Regions from separate parts of the Mus musculus genome. Here region 1 is linked to region 2. Evidence: chromatin contacts called from public Hi-C data. All regions are on one chromosome and are shown on one strand. The core of a region is the stretch at or near the end of the contact, and the rest is flanking DNA. Distances in the headings are between cores, read along the strand shown.

The links. Hi-C and Micro-C count contacts between places; a contact is called where the count stands out from the background.
Region 1: a Hi-C map of the G1E-ER4 cell line shows a contact between it and region 2, with 6 times the contacts expected there. The contact joins two enhancer-like sites. A contact is called at or near these places in 3 of 39 promoter capture datasets (cranial neural crest, embryonic stem cells and liver), 4 of 15 datasets of contacts at CTCF or cohesin (CD8 T cells, the G1E-ER4 cell line, large pre-B cells and 1 more), 67 of 484 Hi-C or Micro-C datasets (B cells, the Ba/F3 cell line, CD4 T cells and 38 more), 15 of 115 datasets of contacts at active chromatin or transcription factors (acute myeloid leukemia, bone marrow-derived macrophages, craniofacial prominence and 7 more) and 4 of 9 other capture datasets (adipose tissue, embryonic stem cells, liver and 1 more).

Annotation. Positions count from the first base shown.
Region 1 is chr19:45,679,416-45,683,273 of GRCm38.p6, reverse strand. No RefSeq gene overlaps it. Among named protein-coding and RNA genes, the nearest start is that of Fbxw4, 21 kb to the right of the region's middle. Within about 2 kb of position 2,588, at least 3 of the 459 cell types and tissues checked have an H3K27ac peak or open chromatin away from gene starts, as enhancers often do. A contact at or near this core is called in the G1E-ER4 cell line, where this site is marked.
Region 2 is chr19:45,573,842-45,577,603 of GRCm38.p6, reverse strand. Dpcd (deleted in primary ciliary dyskinesia) reads right to left here. Exons shown (of 6, transcript NM_172639.3): 5 at 509-611; 6 at 1-133. The coding sequence ends at 29. Among named protein-coding and RNA genes, the nearest start is that of Dpcd, 15 kb to the right of the region's middle. Within about 2 kb of position 2,488, at least 118 of the 459 cell types and tissues checked have an H3K27ac peak or open chromatin away from gene starts, as enhancers often do. A contact at or near this core is called in the G1E-ER4 cell line, where this site is marked.

The DNA of each region.
Region 1 (3,858 bases), core at 1,339-3,838, 110 kb before region 2:
AGCCAGAGCAGTAGAGGGAGGGAGTTCTAAGCCAACCTGGGCTGGAGAATGGCACCCTCACTCACAATCACACAGGCAAAAAAAAAAAAAAAACCAAAAACCAAAAACCAAAAACAAAAACGGAAGAAAGACAAGACATAAAGGATGAAGAGATTCTGGGCCTGGTTTAGAAGGCTTTGTACTGCTAAGTTGTCTATCCTATAAAAAGCAGTCTTCATATTCAATGTAATCCACACGAGACTTCATAGAGATAGAAAGAAATGTCCTAAATGTTACAGGAAACATGGAAGGGAGACTACTACACTCATGAAGAGAGAAAGCAAGATTTTCACCCTTTCTTTCTTTCTTTCTTTCTTTCTTTCTTTCTTTCTTTCTTTCTTTCTTTCTTCCTTCCTTCCTTCCTTCTTTTCTCTTTCTTTCTTTCTTTCTTTCTTTCTTTCTTTCTTTCTTTCTTTCTTTCTTTCTTTCTTTCCCCCTCCCTCCCTACCTCCCTCCCTCTCTCCCTCCCTCTTTCTTTCTTTCTTTCTTTCTTTCTTTCTTTCTTTCTTTCTTTCTTTCTTTCTCTTTCTATCTTTCTGGTTCTGGGGCAGGGACCTGGGGAAGGTAAACTACAGGCTTTGTATATGTATGCAAGGCCAGCACTTGGATAAAAAGAACAAAGCTGAATCCTTATTCTACAAGGTTTCAAAAATCTGTCACAGAGCTATAGGTATCAGTGTCTCATCACATATAAACAGACTCGTGGAAGCCAGGATAGGAGCCCAGAAATAAATCCGCACATTTGAGCTAAATTTTGTCAAAGATGTGGAAAACTCACGGAGGAGAAAAAACTGTCTCCTTAATAAACGATGCTGAGAAAGCTGGATGCACATGCAGAAGAATGATGTCAGAGTCTCGTCTCATACCACACTCAAAAGTCAAGTCAAAACTCATTAAAGACTTAAGACCTGGGATGACAGGACAGAGACTCTGTGACAGCAGCCTGGACAATGATGGCTTTTATATCACTAAAAAGCATAGGTCCAACAGGGAAATAGACAAAGGGCTTACATCAAAATGAAGAGCTTTGGAGTATGGACAACATAGCATGAAAGCAGGGTTTTCCAGGGAGAGAAGGCCGGCAGGAGGTGGGGAGAAGGTGGGGCAAATAGCGAAGCATAACGGGATGTGTGCGTGAAAGCGTCATGGTGAAACTCCTGGAAACAAAGCTAAAACCTTAAAAACGTGAACATCTGTAGTCCTGGAATTCGGAGATGGAGGCAGGGGAAGCAGCTCAAGGTCGTCGTCAGCTGCACAGAGAGTTTGAGGCTAACCTGGGCTATGAGATACCACATCTCAGGAACAAACAAAAACAAGGGAAAGACAGTTTCTTCAGTGGTGTCCAGCTGGAAAGTGATCCATGACCCTGTAAATTATCCCTTACCATGTTCCTGTGATGTACCCAAATTAGAGTCATTCTGCCATACATGTATGCACATATACCCACACAGTACATTCACATACATATTCACACACACATTCATACACACACTTGTATATACAGATTCACTCATGCACACATTCACACTCATTCATGCACACATACCAACACACACTCACACATCCGCACACACATGTGTAAACACATTCACGAACATGTATGCACACATTCACACACAGACAGACACATACAATCACATACACATTCACACATATACACATTCACACACACATTCGCACACATTCACACACAGATACACACATACACATTCACACTCATGCATACACGCACATTCACATACACATGTACACATATATGCACATTCAGACACATTCACATACACACTCACATACTCATATTTACATACATACACGTTCTCACCCACACATACACACACTCACACACACACGACATAAAGCAGAAGGGAGACTAGCTGAGCAGAAGGAGGGGATGAGCGGAGTGGGAGGGAGAAAGGAGGGAAATGGTGAATGTGTTCTGAATGCATTTTCTACATGTCTGAAAATATCACAAAATCCATCATCTATCATTAATATATGCTAATACAGAACTTTAAAAATGCTTGGTAATAAACAAAGCCAAACCAAAATCTAAACAAACCAAGAAAAGTAAAATGCTTTGCACAGCAGAAGAAACTATCAGCAGAGGGGAGGTGAGGCAGCCTATGAGCTGGGAGAAAATATTTGAAAACCATACATCTGACAAGGGGCTAATCTCCAAAATATGTAAGGAACTCAAGTTTCTCAACAGTGGGGAAACAAATAGCCTGATTAAAACGCTGCAGAAGGAGCAGAATACACATTTCTCAAATCAGCCAGCAGGTCTATGAGATACGGAGAGCTAGAGAATTGCACATTAACCACAAAGAAGCACCAGCACACAACCTATAGGATGGCCATTATCAGAAAGACAAGGAACATGTGTGAATGTGTATATGTGTGAATGTGTGTGTGATTGTATGATTTTGGAACCCTTAAACACCTTTGGTAGGAGTGTAAACTTGCAAAAACAAAAATAGAACCACCAATATGATCTCAAAGCCAACTACTGGGCATATATCCAAAAGATAAGAAAACCAGCCTGTCTAGGAGATATCTGCCCCCCACGGTCAGTATTGCACTTATTCACAATAACCCAGATATGGAGTCAGCCTAAGAGTCCATAAGAGGATGACCAGATGAGACACTAGTCAGCTATTACAAGAAAAAAGTGGAAGTCCCATAGTCTCTGATGTAGATGTACCTGGGAGACACTATATTACCTGAAATAAGCCAGGGGCAATAAGTCTCACTTATGTGTGAAATCTCAAAGCACTGAACTAAAAAATAAACAGTGAAATAGTGGCTTTACCGGGGACACCGGGGCACTGCTGGTGAAATGTCATAAAATTTCAGTCAAATGGGATGAAGCCATGTGTATCATTATACACTCAGAGATCTCAAGAGAGTAAATTCCAAAAACTTTCACCACAAAAAGTACACGGAGTGGTGCGTATGTTAAATAGCTTGCAACATACACACATGTCACTATATTGTACATCATAATTATATAACAGTTTTACTTGTTAATGAAAATGAATGCATAGAAGCTAATATACAAAAGACTTCATTGAAGACTGTATTGGCTATTCTGAGTTGTCAAGGTGACTACATCTGGAATTACAAAAACCCAAGCGGCTGGGTATACTTGTGAGGGATTTTTCTTAATTAAGTCATTTGAAATAGGAAGACCCACCTTTAATCCAGATTTTTTTGAGGCCACAGCTTCTGGTGGCGGCCTTTATAAAGGACACAGAAGAAGAAAGTGTTTGCTCTTTGCCCTTTCGTGCCCCCTTCCTCTCACTGGCAAGTCCACTCGTTCACTGGCATGAGAGCCGACCTGACTCAGACATTTCTGGTTGTGTCTTGTGATGCGGACTCCTGTGATGGTTTGCTGAAGCAGACATGTGATGTCTGGAGAGAGTATAAGACAACAGTGACGGTAGGTACCCTTGTGTAGCTAGCTGTGCAACACCTTCGTTGGTCTCGTGTCTTTTCTGATCTTCACTTCACTTTGAGAGGCATGGCAGAGAACTACTCCTGGCATTCCTGCTGCTCTGGTTGCTCCCGTTGACTTGTACCTATTCGCCGGAGGCCTGGCTGTTTCTGCTGGATCATGCTACAATGCTGATTCGTGTTTGGTGGCACTTTTGAACTGAACTGCTAGTACCCTGACAACAAAGGCTGTAATTTCCCCAAAGGACTACTTCCACACAGGTCTACATCCTCACTGTCCCATTACCCATCTTTTCTCTTCTACCTTTGTACTGTGGGCTAGAAGGGGAGTCAAAGCATTTGAGAACCCTTACTAAAGTAGGTTGT
Region 2 (3,762 bases), core at 1,239-3,738:
CTCACTGGAGGTGCAAGGCTCAGGACAGCTACTGCGTCTTACAGTCCCCAGCACTGCCGTGGGCCGTCTTTACCTTCTTTAACTCCTTCTGTAACTCTGACTCAGCCGCCATGACCTCCTTTGGCTTCTGATACTGTGGAGGGAACCAGGGAGAAACCATAACTCAGTTACTAGATTCTCCCTCCACACTCTCACTCTGGCTCTCCAAGAGCCTCCTTGTATGGGAGGAAACCTAGGCGTGCCGGGTCTGAAGGACTTCCTCAGCTCCTGTGGCTGGGGAGGGGAAGACCAAGGTGACAACTTAAGGCTTGTGATTACCACCACTGCCCCACCTCGAGAGCTTTGGGGTGTGGCTCTCTCTTGGTCTCCTCCTGCACCCCCCCCCCCCAGATGAATAGGAGATGCCGGTTCTCTAACAAGCACACTAAGTGTTTGGGATGCTTGGATCCTGGGACGTGGGAGAGGGATGAGAAACTTCTTCCTGATGCCAAGTCTGGGCAAACCTTACAGAGATTATCAGGGTGCAGTTGGCGTGCGCAAAGCTCAACGCAGAATCCTCTAGAGGAAGCTGGTGTCTGTCTAGGTCAGGGATGGAGAACTTCTTGTAGTACCTGTGGGGACACAAGAGGCTGCTGAGGAACCAGCACAGCGACCCCGACAGTCGGGAGACACTAGGCCCTCCACAGCTCTCCCCCATTTTCTGTAAAGCTCGAGAGGAAACAGGGAGAGCCTGCAGAAAGGCCTGGTTGAGTCTGAGGTTCTAAAAGAACGGTAGTGGCCTCAGAGCCAACGGTGAGCAGAACCAGGGGCAGAGGGGCTCCCCATGCAGGGCGGGAACTCCCAACTACACAAAGAGCACCCCAAGCCTCAGGGGGCCTTCTCAGAGGGAAAGCACAGCACACAGAGCCATCTATCTCCCCAGGGAGACGAGCTATGACGCTAAAGGACCCTGGATCCCAGACCTGGACCCTTTTCCTGCCCTCAGTACTCCAGCCTTCCATTTTCACATAGAGTAAAACCCAAACCAACCAAGCACAGATCCCAGGCTTCCCTGGAGGAAATGCAGCAGAGTGGGGTGAGGCGCTGCTGCTGCTGCCCTGGTCAGTTGTCAGTGCTGTAGGAGTTAGGGTGAGGTGGGGATGGGGGAGGCTGGGGGGAGGTCGGAGATTTCCCCACACACTTATTAGACCAGAGCCTAAGGAAAGGCCCTTCCTCTCAAACAGTCTCATTTGGCAGTCTCCTTGGTGGCTGTGTGGGCTGGGCACTGGCCAGGGGCTGCCGGAGCCTTCACTTGGACAAGGGGTCCCTTTTTTGCAGAGGGAGAGGCTGTGTGGGCCAAGGAGGGAAATGCCTTAGGCAGGTACAACATGCTTAAGAGCTGGGCCCAGAGAGAATGGCTTTCAATACTTCAGAGGGTCCTGGCCCTTGTGGTGACAGCTACACTGAGTCCACTTCAAAAGCCCTGATGCCCCAGGGACTCAGAGAGTTGACATCAATGCAGCACTTCTGGCCTGTCCTCCCTGCCCAAATCCCTCAGTTCAGAAGAGGCTTGGGGGGGGGGGTCTCTTCCCAGGTTCCCCTCTCCCCACAAGTGCTGGGACCCAACGCAGGAAAAGAATGTTTACTTAAAGACTGACAGTTCAAAAGGAGTGGGGGCGGGGGACCCTAATGGTACCGCAAGTTTCTTTCCTTTCCAAAGCTCTGCCCCAGGGAAAGGCGATCCATCTGCCTGCAACAGGGTGGAATGCCTGCTTCATCCTCTTCCTAGCCAACAGGCTGAGCGAGGGCTTTTCCTGGGGCCCTGGTCTGGCCAGCAAAGGTGGCAGACGCTGATAATAGCAGAGGGTCAAAGGTTAAACAGCAGAGATTAGGTGAACACAAAGGCCGGGTAGGAAGTGTTAACATCTTCCTGGCAAATATACACAGAAAGCAGAACCAACAGAGAAGCGCCTTCCACACCCACTCCCAGGAGGGGCCAATGAAGGAGAAGCAGCCCAAGGTTTGTCCCCATCCCAGGCAACCTCAGGATCCCGGGGACGTCGACCCCTTCCTTAACCTACCCCTGCCACGAGTCTGGGAAGCGGAGGCAGCCAGTGCCAGCAGCGCAAACACTGGGTGAGGTTCAACAACTCCTTAAAGTGCAGTACCTTCCGGGTTCCCCCATGCACAGCCACCCCACCTCACCTACTCAGGGTTTGCTGCAACAATAACTGAACTTGAACTGTCCCCAGGGCCTGGATGAGAGGAACCCACCGTGCTTCTGACACAGTCAGAGTGCCTTCTCGGCCTGCTTTGCTTGTATTCCCTGTGACCCCCTCACCGGTCCCTTCCCTTTGCAGGCTCAGTGAACATCCCTGAGGGAGGGCTGAGGCAAGAGCGGGGCTGCTGAGGAAAGGTCCATGCGCGCTGCCCCACGCTCCTCCAGCCTGCACAAGGGCTTGGCGGGTAACCAAAGAGGGCTTCAGCCCGAGAGCTGCTGCAGCCCTACTTCCTGTCCCGGGCACATGGCAGCCCTACTTCCTGCCACTCCCAGAGTCATAATGTACAGGCCCACACTCAAGTGAGTCTGGCGGTGTGCAAGTTATCTGACCACCGAGTCCTGGCTTCTAGGGCTGTCACAGCATCATCACCATACAGTGAGTGCAGTTAGCCAGGCTTTCTTCAGATCCCATGCTTTGGCACCTTGACCACAGGACAGGGAGCACGCAGGTATCTGATATTGTCAAATTCCTCAAACAATCGTTGAGGTAGTATAAGCACCGTTCTCCTACGTGAGAAGCTGGCCTAAATACCACAGTCACATGGCAGAGGCTAGATTTAAGCCAGCATCTTCCTAGTCCAGCACACTCCATCTTTCCCCTTAACAGCTGCCAGCTTCCAGGCTGAGGTCTTATCGGGACCAGATGTACCACACCAGAATCATGTAGAAACAGTTCCTTCCTTCCCCAGCCCATCCTAGCAATACTGAGGCGGAGGACCACCACAGGACCCTGAAATCACTTCTTTAAACAAGTGGCTAACCACATTCTCCAGGGGCCAGGCAGATACCAGCAAGGCAGCTGCAGCTTTGGCTGGGAACTGCATGCTGGAATACTAAAATGAGGGCACAGCGCCAGGGGAAGGAAAGTGCCATGGTGGGGTGTGTTACAGATGCCCAGGTGCTCAGCAAGGAGGCCACATTCTTCTCTGCACAGGTCATGTGGTGCCGACTTCTTACATGCCTTTCTACATCTATTCATACACTGCATGTCTGCTGTGGATGATATGATGACCAGGAAAGAGATTTTTAAAGTATTCTGAAAAAAAATTAGACCCTGCACATATAAAAACACTATTGTGCTTTGTTGAAAGCATAGGTCACATCTGGCCGCCTCTCTAGCTTCCTATCTGATGGACCTGCAGGGGGCAGGGCTGAGCCTGGTTAGGGCTCAGAAACTCAGTCTCAAAGTGAGCACTAAAATACCATTCCCCTTTGTGGGAAGCCCACCCCTCCAGGATAGCACTCCCATCCTACCTTGCCTCCACCAGCATCTCTGCAATGTCCCCAGTCCCCGCCACTGGGTGCCACTGGGTGCTGGAATGCCCCACTAGCTACAGAGCCCCTGGCCAACAGCGCCACCTACGGTATATACGGTATATGTGTGCAGGAGATGGGGCCCAGAGGATCTGCTCACAGATGAATTTTTTTGGTGAGCTAGCTAGCCTTTCTTGTAGCACTCGCTTGTAATCACATTTCTGTCTGATATCTGTATTCGACAGTGA